Linked DNA regions of Eptesicus fuscus: region 1 is linked to region 2. Evidence: chromatin contacts called from public Hi-C data. All regions are on one chromosome and are shown on one strand. The core of a region is the stretch at or near the end of the contact, and the rest is flanking DNA. Distances in the headings are between cores, read along the strand shown. Region 1 holds the start of PSMG3 (proteasome assembly chaperone 3). Region 2 holds the start of EIF3B (eukaryotic translation initiation factor 3 subunit B).

Region 1 (3,720 bases), core at 140-2,639, 270 kb after region 2:
GGAGAGTGACGGGACAGCAGAGGCAGAGGAGGAGAACGGTGCGCTGGCAGCAAGTGGGTCCAGGTGGAATCATAACCACCCAAACACCGACCCTGCGGGAGGAGGAGGAACGGGGAGGGCAGGTGGGGAGGGCAGGTGGGGAGGGCAGGTGGGAGGAGCATTAGCTGGATGTAGGTCTCCTGCTTAAGGCGCCAGGTGCATCCCATCCAATCCCCTTCCACTCCCTTGTCCTGGACTGAGACAGCTCAGCCGGACAGTCCCATCTCCTGGCCAGGTGCCTTGTGGAGGGAGGCTGAAGAGCAGGGAGAGGGGTTTTCCACCCAACTATGAAAAAGGAGGGAGCCCTGACAGGTTTGGCTCAGTGGATAGAGCATCAGCCTGTGGACTGAAGGGTCCCAGGTTCGATTCTGGTCAAGGGCATGAACCTTGGTTGCAGGCACATCCCCTGTAGGGGGTGTGCAGGAGGCAGCTGATCGATGTTTCTCTCTCATCGGTGTTTGTAACTCTCTATCCCTCTCCCTTCCTCTCTGTAAAAAATCAATAAAATGTATTTTTTTTTAAAGGAGGGAGGTGGAGGTTTGAAGCCCAGATCCAGCCCTTGTCAGCTCTGTGAAATGTTTCTACTCGGCGGGGTTAAGATTGAATGAGTTACTAAATAAAGCACTTACAGCACTGCCTGGCACACACTAAGGGCCACATAAACGTTAGCTGTTCTTCTGCTCCTTGGGTGTGAAAGGCTCCCCAGATGGGCTTGGGGCGGGGGGGGGGGGGCGCCCACAGACCCCGCCCAGCTAGGGGGCTAAAGGGCTCTGACCAAGGTTCTCTCCTGGGCCACACCCCTCGCAGGCTCCCTACTCCAGTTCAACGAGGCCTCCACTTCAGTGTTGTTTCTGCATTTTCCGATTTTAGCAAGAACCCCCTCACCCCGGATGTTTCCTCTTAGTGATCGCCCCACTGTCCCGGCGGCCCGGGCTGCGGGGGGGCTGGGCCGGTGCTGTGAGGCCCGGGTCACAGTCCCGCACACAAAGGGGCTCTGGGGGGCGACTGGTCTTGAGTTCCCAGCCGGGCAGGTGCCGGAGGGCAGCCGCGCCCGGGCCTCTGGCTTCAGTAAAAGGCTGGTCCGTGCCTACAGCAGCCCCGTCCTCTGTTCTCGTGCGTCTGGGTCAACACACCTTTGAATCAGCAGCACATACTCTCCCCTCTCCCCCAGGGCCCGGCACCGCGCTCACCGGCGTCCAGCCGGGCGTTTCCCGGGAGCCGGAACCCAGCTGTTCACCCCCAGCTACTCACAGGCCGGAAGCCCCGGCCGGGGGACCGGAAGCCCCGGCCAGGGGACCGGAAGCCCTGCAGGCTGCACTTCCGGAAGTGCAGCGGGGCGGGGCCTAGGGGGCAGGGCCTAGGGGGCAGGTCCGCGTCGCCTTGCGTCACTTCCGGGCGCGGTGAGCGAGGTGAGTGTGGGCGGGTTGGCGGTGGGCGTCCCCGTGGTCTGCCTGCGGGGTCTGCGCCCGGCCTGGCGGGTCGCGTCCCCAAGCGCAGGAGCGAAGCCTCCGTGGGCGGACCCGGGGCGGCGGGCCCGGCTTGCTCACCTGCCAGCGGCGGTGGCGGCGCGGAAGGCCGTCCGCTGGGTGGGCCGCCCGGGGTGCGGAGCGGAGCGGCCGGCCGCGCGTGGAGGTGCGGCTCGGGGAGCGAATGAGGCCCCTCGCCGCTTCTAGAGACGGGAGCGCGGGCGGACATCCCCCTTCTTGCCGGCCTGTCGGTGACCACGTGTGTGCTGGTCACCGAATCGGGGGCCCGGGGAGGCCCGCGTGGGCCACCTGCGTCCCGGCTCTGCTGCCCCGCGATGCTCGCTAGGGAGCCCGAGGCGGCTCTGACCCTGACGGCCTTGCTCCTGTTCCTCCCTGTCTCCAAGCCTCCCTCCGTTCCTTCCTGTGGGGTGTGTGTGTGTGTGTTTCTGGGAACAATTCTCTCTTCTTTTTAACAGGCACGTGTTTGTTTTATCTTTAAATCTTTATTGTTGAGAGTATTACAGATGTGCCTTCCTTCTCCCCCCATCACCCCCCCCACCACCACCTACTGTCTGTCCATAGGGAGGATCTTCGGTTAATCTCTTCCCGCCCCCACGCCCCGCCCCTCTCTGTGTTGGTTAGAGCTGCTGTGTCTCCTGCAGCCGGCAGAGTGGCCTGTGTGGTAGGTGCCCCATAGGGCCCAGTGGCTCAGCCTCCCGTCGCCTGAGCTGGGAGCTCTAGGTGCGCCCCCCTGTGGGCTGTGTGCACAGTCTTGTGGTTGAGCCTTGATTGCTGTTGGCGACCTGGGAGGACTGACCTCCAGGCCAAGTGGCTGCAAGGACCAGCTGTGACTGCAGTGGGAGAGCTGCTTTGGGGCTCACTGAGTCTGCCCCTTGAGTGTGTGGCTCACGGGTGTGTAGAGTTGTCATCTGCTGTGGCCTGAAGCTGTCCACTGGGTGCAAGGTCGGCCACCCGCTGGGGCCCCCTGGCAGGAGCTACGGAGAGAGCTTCGATCTTGTCTGGGCTTCGAGGTGCCCAGGTGGGGCCCAGCTGTGAAGCAAGGCCGGCTGGCGCTGGAGCCGGTCGGGGGCCTTCTATTGACAGGCTTGGGGCACGCTGTCACCAGCTGCAGCTCGTTGGAGAGATTTTAGCCGAGTCTGAAGCCTGAGCCGGGACAGGCCATTCGTATGGAAAGCTGCAGCACACCGCCTGGGTGGGGTCTCAGGGAATCGCCAGGACGGAGCCAACTGTGTGGGCCAGGCTGGTGGAGACAGATACGGGTGCCAGTCAGCCCCACAGCAGGGGAGGTCCCAGCACAGGAACAATGACCCCTGTGAGCACCCCCAGGAGGAAGCCACCCCTGAAGTCCTGCCCAATGCTAGACAGTCCAGTTCCTCCCCGTTTGCGTCGGGGTCCCCCAAAGCCGCCCGGTGCTGGGAGTAGGAGTAAGATAGTGCGCCGGCCCCTTAAATGGAATGCCTGGGTCTCCAGCAGTCTCCATGTCACGGAGCGCCAGTCCCCGCTGGTGCCTACAGCCCGTGGTTACAGGGACTTCTCTTCCGGCCGTGGGACCCGGGCTGGGGCTGGTGTGGGCTGGGACCCCGTGCCCCTCACGGGCGGCCTCTGCAGCCAAGATATCCCTTCCGATTGAAAAAACGGCCCATGTGGGTGTCGGACCAGCCCATCCCGCACCTCCACCCTCCTGCACGCTCTTCTGCACGTCTCTAGTTGTGGGACTTCCATTCCGGCTTTCAGGGGGTTCCGGACGAGGGCTGTTCTGTGCTTTAGCTGTAATCTTGATGTGGTCGTGGGAGGCGGCAGGTACCGCCCTTTACCCACGCCGCCGTCTCTGTTCTTCCCTTCCTGTCTCATGTCAGCCAAGGCGCCACTGCAGGGAGCCAGCCATGGAGGGCAAGCCCTTGGTGACGTCCAAACAGAAGACGGAAGTGGTGTGTGGGGTGCCCACCCAGGTGGTCTGCACGGCCTTCAGCACGCACATCCTGGTGGTGGTGACCCAGTTCGGGAAGATGGGTACCCTGGTCGCCCTGGAGCCCAGCCCTGTGACCAGTGACATCAGCAAGCCCGTGCTCACGACGAAGGTTCTCCTCGGGCAGGACGAGGTGACGGGGCTGGGGACCCCGTGGGGCGGAAAAGCCGCGTCTGTGGCTGTAACTCGTCCCCACGACACGGAGTGTCTGGGAGCAGCAGCCCCACC
Region 2 (3,617 bases), core at 451-2,950:
AAGTATCGTGTGAATTAGGTGTGCTCCAAAAGTGCTTTGACTTGGAGTAAGTACCGAAGGGCTCAAAATAGGCCCTGAAATCGACACGATTTATAACGGATCAAAAGCTCAATTGAGCACCGATAAGTCAGCACTACCACCGGCGTGGCAGAAAGCAGGCGGCCCGGGCAGCAGAGTCGCCGCAGCACTTCTCCCGGCGAATTCCCGAATTCCCAGCGACCTGCCGGGCGGTCACACACATTTCCCTCCCAGCTCCCAGCACGAGCCCTTCCTGCTTCTCACGCGGACATGTTCTATCTGTCCAGTGCGACACAGCAAGTGACAACAGGCAAGCCTTTTAAGCGTGTTTAGAGTCGACCGCTCTATGTCCGTTTCCTAAACTCCTTTTCCGTGTTACTTGAGGTTCTTTATGATTCTGTCTCCACCTCCGTGTGAGCAGACACAACAGCTAAAAACTTCTGTCAACACCAGTCCATCTTGGCGCGGCAGCATCTCCCTCTCTCGGGGCAGCACTGCCGCCTCAGTGCGTTGTTTGCGTCTCCCCACTGTGCACAGGGAGCCCCCCGATGCGCTCCAGGCCGCGCCGTTCCCACGGCTGGAACAGAACAAGCAAGCCGAGCCGTGCGCGGAGCAGCCCGACAGGCACGTTAGGAGCGGGGCTCGCAGGCGGATGCAGCCGCGGGGCCCGCAGGCTGGACCGGGTAGGAAGGAGGCAGAGCCAGCGGTAACCCACACCCTGGCGGGGCCTGCCTCCCGGCCGCAGGGCCGCCCAGCAGGCTCGGGGCGGTGCGGCGAGGAGCCCTCTGCGGTGGCCCTGCCGCCGCGGGTTCCGAGAACAGCGTCCCTCCCACCGCGAGGGGTCCGCGCCGAGTCGGCTTCAGCTTGGACAGGTGTCGCTGGACACTCGGCACCCCACCTGCAGGCGAGGCTGTGCCCGGAGACCGCGCGGCCCGTGGTGTCCCGCGCCGCTCGACCCTCACTGCGCCCCGGCCGCCGCCGGCCGCCTCCACCCTCCCGAGCCCTGGCGGTGGGAATGGCCGGGTCCCCGGGCTGTCTCCACCCCGCACCCTCTCTTACTGGGGAAAAGGAGGGAGTCCGGGATCTCACAGCGAACCTCCCCTCCGTGCGGGCCGCCGGGTGGAGAGTGGGGACCCCACGCCCCCCTGACTCCCGCGTTCGGGACCCCGGCGCCTCACCTTCCTCGCTCACGTCGTCCACGAAGTCCTCGGGGTCGCTGAAGGAGGGCTCGTCCGCGTCCCCATTCTCGGCCACGCCGGCGTCCTCAGCGGGACCGCCCTGCACCCCGCCCGCCCCATCGGACCGGGCTTCGGCCGCCGCGTCCCGGGCCTGCTCCCCCGGGGCCTCGTCCTCGGCCGGGGCGGCGGCGGGGGGCTCCTCGGGCGGCGGCGGGGACGGGCCGGGGGTCGCGCCGGCCGCCTCCTCCCCGTCGGCCGCGGGCTCGGCGGGCACTTCAGGGCCTGGCCCGGCCTCCGCCTCCTCGTCCTCGCCGTCCGCCGCCTCCTGCGCGCCGGGCCCCTCGGGCCGCGCCGGCTCCTCCCCCGGCGGCTCGGCGGCCGGCTGCTGCTGTCCGGGCTCGGCCCGCTCCTCGGCCGCCTCGGGCGCCGCCACGTTCTCCGCGTCCTGCATGGGCCCGCCGCTGCCGCCTCGCCGCGCTTCCGACTCTCCCAGGCCGCCCCGCGCCGACGGCCGGGCCATGTGCGGGCGGCGGGCCGTCCCACGAGGGCCCGGGGGGGGGCTCCACGCCCTGACGCCTCCCTGAGCGGCCGGGAGCCTCAGGGGGCAGCGGAGTGCCTACCCGTCGTCAGGACGGGACTCCCCTGCGAGTGCGCGCCCAACTGCCATCACCACAGCCCCGCGGGCCCCTCTGCAAACTCACTGTTACTGCAGGTCCCCCCCTCGGGGAAGGGAAAGGATGGTTTCGCCCAACATGGCGGCCACGCTCTCCTCCTCCCGTCGGGCACCGCGGCGGCGGCCTAAACCATTTGTGACGCCGCAGGGAAGTCCCAGAAGTCAGCCTGGGATTCAGAGCTGGGCGAAAACCTAACTCGGAAAGCAATCCTAGGGAAACCCGTAAGTCCAACACCCTGCTCTGGCTGGGGGGTGTGCGCCTTCCGCCGGACACACAGGTTCGCTCACATGTTTCTAAGCTCCCCCTTCACGTGTCCGTGTTTAGACTCGTCTACTGACGGGGCACTAGAAGGGACGGCTCCGAAAGAGGAGAGGGAGTCCCGGCGAGCCGAGCCGGCCAGCACATCGGCTTCCCCGTGCAACTGAAAAGCGAGAGCGGCTCTCACCGAGCACGCCCGGGCACCCCGCGGCGTGGGGAACCCCGCTCTCCCCATTCTGAGGGTCACGGTGGGCGGGCGGGGAAGCCCCGCCCCCCGACGCGTGCGCGAGCGTGGGTCACGTGGGTGGACGGGCCCGGCGTGGGGCGGGGCCTGTGCGGGGGCGGGGCCTGCGCGAGGGCGGGGCTGCTCTGGAAGGTGCAGGGGACCAGGTGCTGGACGTGTCTGGCTCGGGTTTGGACCCTTGGGGAAGAGTATCTTGTACTTGTATCTTTTTTTTTAAAAATTGATATTTTTATTGATTTCAGAGAGGAAGGGGGAGGGAGAGGGAAACATCAATGATGAGAGGATCATGGACCGCTGCCTCCTGCGGGCGGAGCTCGCCACCTGGGCACGTGCCTTGGCCCGAATGGAAGCAGCGATCTCTAGGTGGACGGAGGACGTTCCACCCACTGAGCCAGGTGCTGAGCTTGTGTCTTGTATTTGTGCTTGGCGATGGCCAGGAGTGAGGGCCACTGCTGGCTGCAGCGTTTGAACCGTCCTAGAGGGGAACTGGGTGGAGGGGGTGTGGCTGGGAGACGGGGGTTGGTGTTTAGCGGGGCCTGAGCCTCCGTCTGGGGGGACGGAACGTCCCCGAGGTGATGGTGGGGTGTTAGAGTGTGAGTGTGGCCCACACCCAGGCCGGCGCCGTGAAAATAGCTCAATGGTCAACGTAACACCCTTCGCATCTCTTCCCTCCATGGAGCGGGAGAAGGGAAAGGAACCCAGTCCTTGGGTTGCCTGATACCAAGTGTGACTCTGGCTTGGGGCAGGCCACTGGCCTCTGTGCCTGCGTTTACCCGTCTGTAACCTGAGGAGGAGCCCTATTCCGTGTGTGGCCTGTGGACCCGTTTCAGAAAGGCGAACTAATTTGTCCTGGAGGTCACAGTCCTCATTTCTCCTTTCATCTGCAGCTTCTCTAGGGGACGAGGGCGTGATCTTGAGGAAAGGCAAGGGGTGCGGGCAGGGCGAGGGGTCCTGGGAGCCCGAAGCAGGAACAGCACCTGGAGGTAAAGGGGCCAGAGCGCACCCATCCGGGCAGCTCCAGGGTGGATATGGACGGGAGCAGTTTTCCAGAGAAAAGGACCACGGAGCTGCCCCAGGCTCCAGGCTGCGTCAGTCTGGCTTCCGCCATCTGTAAAAGGGAGGGGACTGCTCCTGCCTCCCCAGATTGTCCCAACACATTCCGTACAGCACGTTTCAGTCATGCCCCTCCGCGCTCATTTACTCTTTTTTTAAATTTATTTATTGTCTAAAGTTTTACATATGTCT

The links. Hi-C and Micro-C count contacts between places; a contact is called where the count stands out from the background.
Region 1: a Hi-C map of liver shows a contact between it and region 2, with 3 times the contacts expected there. The contact joins the promoter of PSMG3 here to the promoter of EIF3B in region 2. A contact is called at or near these places in 2 of 2 Hi-C or Micro-C datasets (liver and muscle).

The regions. Positions count from the first base shown.
Region 1 is chr6:107,912,597-107,916,316 of DD_ASM_mEF_20220401, forward strand. It overlaps PSMG3 (proteasome assembly chaperone 3), which reads left to right and starts at 1,390. Exons shown (of 3, transcript XM_028131924.2): 1 at 1,390-1,448; 2 at 3,383-3,625. The coding sequence starts at 3,410.
Region 2 is chr6:107,640,855-107,644,471 of DD_ASM_mEF_20220401, forward strand. It overlaps EIF3B (eukaryotic translation initiation factor 3 subunit B), which reads right to left and starts at 1,701. Exons shown (of 19, transcript XM_008156055.3): 1 at 1,197-1,701. The coding sequence starts at 1,647.